Regions from separate parts of the Mus musculus genome. Here all the other regions are linked to region 2. The links are chromatin contacts, called in public Hi-C maps. All regions are on one chromosome and are shown on one strand. The core of a region is the stretch at or near the end of the contact, and the rest is flanking DNA. Distances in the headings are between cores, read along the strand shown.

The links. A called contact is a pair of places that touch in the nucleus more often than the background predicts.
Region 1: a contact with region 2 is called in a Hi-C map of bone marrow-derived macrophages, with 28 read pairs. The contact joins two enhancer-like sites. A contact is called at or near these places in 2 of 484 Hi-C or Micro-C datasets (bone marrow-derived macrophages and nephron progenitors), 2 of 115 datasets of contacts at active chromatin or transcription factors (embryonic stem cells and microglia) and 2 of 9 other capture datasets (adipose tissue and pancreatic islet).
Region 3: a Hi-C map of bone marrow-derived macrophages shows a contact between it and region 2, with 32 read pairs. The contact joins two enhancer-like sites. A contact is called at or near these places in 2 of 15 datasets of contacts at CTCF or cohesin (the NIH/3T3 cell line and pro-B cells), 5 of 484 Hi-C or Micro-C datasets (Th1 cells, bone marrow-derived macrophages, embryonic stem cells and 2 more) and 2 of 9 other capture datasets (adipose tissue and pancreatic islet).

The regions. Positions count from the first base shown.
Region 1 is chr2:130,729,619-130,732,435 of GRCm38.p6, reverse strand. It overlaps 4930402H24Rik (RIKEN cDNA 4930402H24 gene), which reads left to right. Exons shown (of 37, transcript NM_029432.2): 28 at 1,522-1,647. Among named protein-coding and RNA genes, the nearest start is that of Slc4a11, 34 kb to the right of the region's middle. Within about 2 kb of position 1,450, at least 34 of the 459 cell types and tissues checked have an H3K27ac peak or open chromatin away from gene starts, as enhancers often do. A contact at or near this core is called in bone marrow-derived macrophages, where this site is marked.
Region 2 is chr2:130,949,203-130,951,944 of GRCm38.p6, reverse strand. All of the region lies in intron 6 of Atrn (attractin), which reads right to left. Among named protein-coding and RNA genes, the nearest start is that of Atrn, 44 kb to the right of the region's middle. Within about 2 kb of position 1,409, at least 17 of the 459 cell types and tissues checked have an H3K27ac peak or open chromatin away from gene starts, as enhancers often do. A contact at or near this core is called in bone marrow-derived macrophages, where this site is marked.
Region 3 is chr2:130,784,167-130,786,866 of GRCm38.p6, reverse strand. 4930402H24Rik (RIKEN cDNA 4930402H24 gene) reads left to right here. Exons shown (of 37, transcript NM_029432.2): 11 at 1,327-1,408; 12 at 2,407-2,443. Among named protein-coding and RNA genes, the nearest start is that of 4930402H24Rik, 55 kb to the left of the region's middle. Within about 2 kb of position 1,321, at least 12 of the 459 cell types and tissues checked have an H3K27ac peak or open chromatin away from gene starts, as enhancers often do. A contact at or near this core is called in bone marrow-derived macrophages, where this site is marked.

The DNA of each region.
Region 1 (2,817 bases), core at 201-2,700, 220 kb after region 2:
ACACAGGCACAGGTTCACCTGACCTGCCAGACTGCCCTCAGGTCTGATGTCTCTCCATGGACTCAGACCTTTTGATAATAGTCCTGTGGGACAGTGCTGTCCTCTGTGGGATGAGAGCAGCCCCAAGGTCCGCTGGAGGTTGAATGTCCAGTTTATTGATCTGTATTGCTTTAGGCTTCAGAGACTGTAACACTGAACAAACACCTTATTGCAGAGAACTAAATGAGGAATGATGGGGCCAAAGAAGCACAGGAAGAAGACAAATCAGCAAGGAGAGGCTGTGGCTGACAGTCAGTGCATTCAGAGAAACCTGTGGGAGGGAGATACAGGGTACACGGAGCATCACCATGACTGCAGTGTCTATAAAGGCACAAAACGTCTCCATAAAAATGCCACTCAATGGAGCCCAGAGGTGGGGCACTCAGCTGGCACGTGCAACACTCTGAGTTTGATCCCCAGCACCATAGACCCCCAACAAATTGACACGTGACCAGAAACCAGAAGGAAGCCAGCCAGGTGTTTGCCAGAAGAAAAGAGCATTCCCACCCGAGGGGACAGAGTAGAAGTATGGCTGGCATATTCAGAGAGAATCCAGAAGGCCAGGTGCTGAGACCAGGGGACAGGCTGGGATCACGAAACTCTCCCTTGCACTTGAGAGGTCAGAGGGTGCAGGGCTGCCTGGCCCACTGTAAGGGCCTCAGCTTCTGCTCTGAGATGGAAACCACAAGAGGGTTTGAGCAGAGCAGTAACTGGATCGCTCAGAGGGCTTAGCATAGCCCTCTAGCCTCCCTGTTGAGAACAGTTTGCACTGGGGCAGGACAAAAGGGGGCGCAGCTGGGAGACCATTGGGGTGTCCTAGGTAAAGGACAGTAGCAGTCTGGACCCAGTGGGAGTGTGAGCAGTAATCTCTTTCAGGTTTATGCTGAAGACTAAGAGAAAATGGAATCAAAGAGGACCCAGATCTTTTGGCCCAGCATCTGAAAGTGTAAAAGTCCCCTGGGCTTAGAATAACAGGAACTTGGGAGGAACCGGCTTGAGGGTTTGGATTACAAACATATTCACTCCTAAGTGAAGACATCAAACTGGTTCTGTAAATCAAGATTGGAGGGAGTTCCAGGCAGAAGATGGAATAGAAATGGTATTTGACGGATCTGATGACCTTGTGAAATGGGAGGAGAAGGGGAAAGAACTAAAGAAAACAGAATCTGGCAGAGCTCCTGGGTTACACTAGAAAACCCTGTCCTGCCTTCAGAGCCCAGTCACTAGGTTCTTATCTCCAGAGTAGGTTGGCTCTCGGACCCAACTCTTCCTCTGAGGGGAACGGAAAGAACTTGGGAATGCAGAAACACACTGTGGATTCTAGGGCTCTAACCACAAAATGGGGTAACACAAGGGACTCTATGAGTCTCCCTTCTGCTTTGGGTCTCTCTTCAGCCCTCACTCAGCGCTCGGTGCTCCCCTCTTCCCTATTCTGTAGCCCCAACTAGGAAGCTAACTGTGTGTGTGTGCTTTCTTCCTTAGCTACACAGACGTCATTGATGTTGTGCAAGCCCTGCAGACTCACCCAGACCCAAACGTCAGGTCCTACTTCACCATTGGTGCCGTCACGGTGTGTGTGGAGCCCTTGAGCTGCTACATGGAGCACAGGTAGACACTTAGGATCGTCTCCATCCCATGATGTGGTACTGAAGTAAACTGTAGCAAGTTTCCCTCCCTTCCGGAATGAGACAGGTCTTTTCGCATGTTTGGCTTGTGGAACCACATATTGAATGAGATTATGGAAGACAGGCTTTATTCATCCCCATGAGAACAGGAGCCATGTCTTTTCAGTGCTTAGTGCATAGTTAGTATTCATGAAGGATCTATGGAAGTGGATTTTGCCAAGTGTGTGTAATGGATCTTGGGTTCAGTCCCAAGCAATGCAAATAAGGAAAGAAGGGACAGAAAGAGGGAAGGAGGAAGCGAATGAGGGAGGGAGGGAGGAAAATACATAATGTGAGAAAAGCTAAATGGGGTGGTTAAAGGTCTATAATCCCAGAACTCAGGAGGCAGAGATGGGAGGATCACTAGTTAGAAGCCAACTTAGGCTATAATGAGACTCTGTCTCAAAGAAAGAAATACTGACTAAGTAGGTGCTCAGGGCCAACCTGGGCTCCACCAGAGTGTGAGATCCTGGCTCAAAAGCGCAAAACAAACAAGCAGACAATAAATGAGTGTGTCTGCATATGAGTGTACCACAGACATAGTTTAATAAGACATGAATGGGGATAAGTATGTAGTTACTTAAATACAGAAGCCAGTCTAGGGACAAGAAACCCTTTCTCAAACAACAACAAAAAAAAGAAACATCAGTGTCTTCTGGTTGGATGAAGAAGGAAGCCACTGACACAGTGGCCCACACCTTTAATCCCAGCACTTGAGAGACAGAGGCAGGCAGGTCTCTGTGAGTTTGAGGCCAGCCTGGTCTACAGAGCTAGTTCCAGAACAGCCAGAGCTACACAAAGAACTCTGTCTCAAAAAAACTGAAGGAAAAAATAAAAGAAAGCCACCATATTAATTGGAAGGACAAGAATAAGATATGAGAAATTTCATTCCATTTTTTAAGAAATCATGCATGCATATGTGGTGGATTGAATTAGAATGCCACCCATAGACACATCTTTTTGTATGCCTGGTCCCCAGTTGATGGAACTATTTGGGAAGGATTAGGAGGTGTGGCTTTGCTGGAGGGGGTGTGTCACTGACTTTGAGGTTCCAAAAGACTGCTATGAGTGCTCTCTCGACCCCCTGCCTCCTGCTTTTGGATCAACATGTGAG
Region 2 (2,742 bases), core at 160-2,659:
TTCAGTATCATGTTATCCAACTGTGTATTGTTTACTTTATGGTAAATAATGGTGGGGTGGGGAGGGGAGGAGCCAGGTATCTTAGTTACTGTGCTATTGCTGTGAAGAGACACCATGACCAAGGCAACTTATGAAAGAAAGCATTTCATTGGGAACTTGGTTACAGTTTCAGAGAGTTAGTCCCTGACCGTCATGGCTGGAGCCTGGCAGCAGGCAGGCATGGCACTGGAGCAGCAGCTGAGAGCTCACATCTAACCCACATGCAGCAGACAGAGAGAATGTGTGGGCCTAGTGTGGGCTTTTGTGCAGGGATGACATGACATAGACAGACACCAAGATTCAAATCTATAAGCCTATGGAGTCCGCTCTCACTCATTCTACAACAGGCATGATGACATATACCTACAATCTCAGCACGTACTAGGCCTAGTACTTCAAGAGTTTTTTGAAGTTTGTTTGTTTGTCTGTTTGTCTGTTTGTTTGAGACAGGCCTCCTGTACCCCTGCTTAACCTCAAACTCCCTATGTAACTGAGAATGATCCTCAAGTTCTCATCATCCTGCCTCTGCCTCCATGGTGCTGAAGTTATAAGTGTGCATGACCACACCCAGTTTTATGTAGTGCTAAGGATGAAGTCTGGTGCTTCGCGAATGCTGAGCATGCCTTCTACCAACTGAACGACAGCCTCAGCAGTGGGCTGGTGCTGCAGTCTGGAGTATGTTGAGGTGTCTGAGATACAATGTCTATGATTAACTGTGTCAGCATTGAAAATGAATTTAAAATTTTTTTAGGGGAGAAGGCTAACTCTGAGCAGGGTGTCATGGCATTCACCATTAACCCCAACCCCCAATCAGAGAGATTTGCCTCCTCTCCCTCTCAAGTGCTTAAATTAAAACCTTTTGCTACCAGGCCCTGGCCTTCTTTTAATGTAAGATTTACTGTTCTCCCTATTGTTCTGACTGTGGAATTTCTAATGGTCTGTCTGGAGGCTCGCTGGCTCTTTCTTGCCTCTGTCCTGCCAATGCTAATCCACCCACTGGGATTTCTGTTTCCATTGCTGCATTTTTCAATTTTACAACTCCATCTGATATTCTCTTTTTAGATTTATTTATTTTTATCTTATGTGTCTGAGTGTTTTGCTTGCCTTCCTATCTGTGTACCATGCGCATGCAGTGCCAGCAGAGGCCACAAGAGGGCATCTACATCCTCTAGAACAGAAGTCCCAGCTGGCTGTGAGCAGGAGAAAATGCTCTTAGCCTCTCAGCCATCTTCCAGGCCCTCCACTTAAGATTCTTTCTAATAATTATTATTACATTTATTTATTTGGGCAAGGCCATGTATTTGCCAAGGCACAAAGATAATCAGAAGGCAACTGCCAGGAACTGGTTCCTTCTTCCACCCAAGTGGGTCACCAGGCCCAGCTGGACAAGTGCCTTAACCTGGCCTCTGGTATCCTGTTATGTCTTGTATTTGTTTTGGTGAGACTTTCTATTCTTTCATTTGTTTTATATGTGTGTAGCTGCTCATTGTAGTGTTTTAGGTAGGCCACCTTAAAATTCCATTTTTAATGCTGACACAGTTAATCACAGACATTGTATCTCACACACCTCGACATACTCCAGACTGCAGCACCAGCCCACTGCTGAGGCTGTCGTTCAGTTGGTAGAAGGCATGCTCAGCGTATGGGAAGCACCAGACTTCATCCTTAGCACTACATTCCTTGTCAGATAATTCTAATGTGTGTCACCCTAATGTCAATGTCTCTTTGATTTCTCATTCAAAACGAGATCATATTAGCTCTTGGCTGGGCAGATTTTGTATATCATGCTGTGAGACTCTAGATCCTCTTTGATTTTATGCCTTCTTAGACCCCTCCCATAGGATGGAGAAGGTCAACTTATTACTGCCATTACTGTTGCTGACAGCAGAGGTCAATGTCCTCACATGGCCTCTACTGGCACTGTCTGGGCAGAAGCTGTATTTCCAACTGGTGAACCTGAAAGCCCTATGACTACTTGGTGTCTCTGGTGCTAACCCTAGTCGTTGGGGCATCTTACTGTATCCTGGTAAGGAAGGACATCCAGGCTCCCCACTTAGCTTTACTGGCACAGATCAGGCCAGGGCTAGATTTCTGTGGCATCTGGCTGGCATAGAGACATTACTATTGAAAGTTTTGTCTTTCTAAATCCTTGGACTAAAGAGAGCACAAGATTTTCTGGAAGATCTTGCTTTAAATTTTTTTTTTATTCTTTTGAGATGCTACATATAATTAGAGGCCCTGCACATGGAGGCGAGAACCCCACCTCTGGGCTACATCCTACGTCTTTTCCTTAGGGTATTTTTTTTTCTTTCTTGTACCTATCAGTATTACTAAGTTGCAAATGTGCTCAGCAGTAAATTTAACATACATAGGCAAAAAGAAAAGTCTCAGGACACCCTGCCTCACACTGTTTACTGTGCTCAGGAGTACTGAGCCATACTGTTTTCTTGCTGCTGCTTTTTTTCTCTTGGTTGTTTACACACAGTGTTCAAGGTGTGTTAATCATAGTTAGTATTTCAATTTTTTCTTAGGTCAGCAAGAAAGCTCACAGAGGAAGAGTGCTTTGCTGCCAGCCTGATGACCTGGGTAACCCAAGTGATCTCACCTACAGGGTGGGAGCACAGCACAGCATTCCAAGTCTTTTTCTGACCACACAGGCACTATGGCACACAAACACACAGGATACATAAATGTTAAAAAAAA
Region 3 (2,700 bases), core at 72-2,571, 160 kb after region 2:
AAGTTTTACACTAAAGGCTTGCTTTTTTTCAGGCCTTGTTACTAGAGTTACTGTGTCTAGCTTCGACAGAAAGTTACAAGGCATACCAAAAGTTGAGGGAAAGGTATTGTGTGAAAAGACAAATGTGTTATTTCTAAAACTTTAGGACTATGGCCGATGTCTGTAATCTCACTTGGGAGTTGGGACAAGAAAGTTGCAAGTTCAAGACTAGCTTGAGCAACATAGCAACACTCTTGTCTGACAGGAGTGGAGTGGTGGTGGTAATATAACCTTCAGAATCAGATAAGACTCATATTTTAAACTTCTTAAAATAGAATTTGTTTTGTTATTGTTATTTGCAGGATAAGATGTTGTGATAAAACACTGACCGAAGCAACTTAGTGAGGGAAAGGATTTATTTGGCTTATACTTTGAGATCACAGTCCATCACTCAGGGAAGCTGGGATGGGAACTCAAGCTGGCAATTGAACTGTAGACTGTGGAAGAGCTACTTCCCTTGCCTGCTTAGCTAGCTTCCTTGTACAGCCTAAGGCCACTGCCCACAGTGGGATAGGTCTCTTCCATCTATTCATTAGGACAGTTCCCCTATATATAGACAATGCCCACCAACAGCCTGATCTGGGTAATCCTTCAATTGAGACTCTCTTATCAGGTGTTTTAGACTTTGTCATATTGACAGTTAAAGTTAGCTAGAACCCCTCCCCAAATCATGTAGTAGGAGAGAACCAACTCCCCAAAAGTTGTTTTCTTAGTTCCACATGTACACTATAGTAACCTGTTTGCACCCCTCACACAAATAAAATCAAAATTAAAAACAAATATTTAAATTTAAACAAATAAATACTATTGTTTAAATCAAATTAAGTCATCTTTGTCTATAAAAATAAATTAGACTGGGCAGTGGTGACACACACCTTTAATCCCAGGAGGCAGATTTCTGAGTTCCAGGACAGCCTGGTCTACAGAGTGCGTTCCAGGACAGCCAGGGCTACACAGAGAAACCCTGTCTGGAAGAAAAAAGAAAATAAGTAAATCAGGTTCAGTTAAGTAAACGTCGTTGCATTAACTGTTTGCTTTCATGTCTTCAGCATCACTTGTCTACGTGTGCTCCGTTTTAAGAGTCTGATTATTGTGCAAATGTTCATGAAGCAGGGTGTGTGTGTGCCATGGCAGATGAGTGGAGGTCTGAGGACAATCTGGTGAAGTCTGTTTCCTCCTTGCATCTTTCCATGGTTTCTGGGGACTGAGTTTAGATGGCCAGGCCTGTGAGCCAGCTCACCAGCTCCTAGTGCACTCATCTTTCTTTCTTCTCCCCACAACGTTCAGGTCGCTCAGTGTGTCTCACCAAAGGGACCTCTGGCCTGTTCAAGAACATACTTTTTTGGAGCTACTCATGTTCCTTATTTGGGTAAGTCTCTATGAATAGTTATCTTACCAGCTATTACCTAATGGTTTTTCCTATGAAAGAGACATTATTATACAATTTACTATTTTATGCAAAATTCCATCTTGTAGGCATTTATCTTTCCCTGATTGCAACTATAGAATCAATTTGTTTAACTCATTCCTCACAGAATTCATTTCAATTCAACCTATAGTTTAAAGTTTAGCTGTGTTTATCCCCTGTGCTGTGTCAGAAGAAGGGCCAAGATTAATGAGACAGTTTGGGATAGCCGGGATGTGAGCTCCAGTCGGATCACATGACTGAACTCCTGCCTAGCTGCTCTGTGAAAAGAGGAAGTAGGCTGTGATAGGACACCCAAGGCTGAGGACTTGCAACAGTGAACTTCAGGAAGGCTAGGCCAAGTAGGGGAACACTACTTGCTGGGGTACTCTGAAGCTTCGGGTATCCAAAGAGACATGGGGGAGAAACTTTTAAATTGAGTGTGGCTCTCAGCATTGCTTCCCAGAGGTCAGGATTCAGAGGCCATTCATATAGAAGCCAGGAAGTTCTGGAAAGAAAGATTACTTAGATCAGATAATTAAAAAAATTAAAAATAGCCAGGCAGTGGTGGCACACGCCTTTAATCCCAGCACTCAGGAGGCAGAGGCAGGCAGATTTCTGAGTTCGAGGCCAGCCTGGTCTACAGAGTGAGTTCCAGGACAGCCAGGGCTATACAGAGAAACCCTGTCTCAAAAAACCAAAAAAAAAGAAAAAAGAAAAAAAGAAAATTTAAAAACAACTTAAACAACATTAATTTAAGTGTGTGTGTGTGTGTGTGTGTGTGTGTGTGTGTGTGTGTGTGTGTGTGTAAAAACATTCAAGAGCCTAAGATTCTGTGAAATGAATTGAAAAAGAGTCAGGGGGTAAATGAAAGTCTGAGAAAATTCTGGGAAAAGGCAAGTACCGCTTGCCGTCTGTGCGTGTGTAGTATTTAATTTAACCTGGAACATTTCCCTTTCCAGGTGACAACGAGAAGCTGCCCAGGACCACGGAGCAAATGTAAGTCCTTAAGCCAGATAGGTTTCCTCTTCTCAGAGTTGAGTTTCTCTCTGAGGCCCTCCTGCTTCCCCTTGGGGTCCACACTGCTGGGGACAGACGGACACTGCTGTCTGTCTATGGCTCAGCCAGTCCCAGAACGGCTCAGTCTGGAGCCTTGTCCAGAGGGCTTGGCCGCTTTGCCATCTGCTCCTCCCTCTGGAATGCTTCCTGATCTCCCTGTGTGTATGCTCATACATTTGTATGACATAACTTCCCTT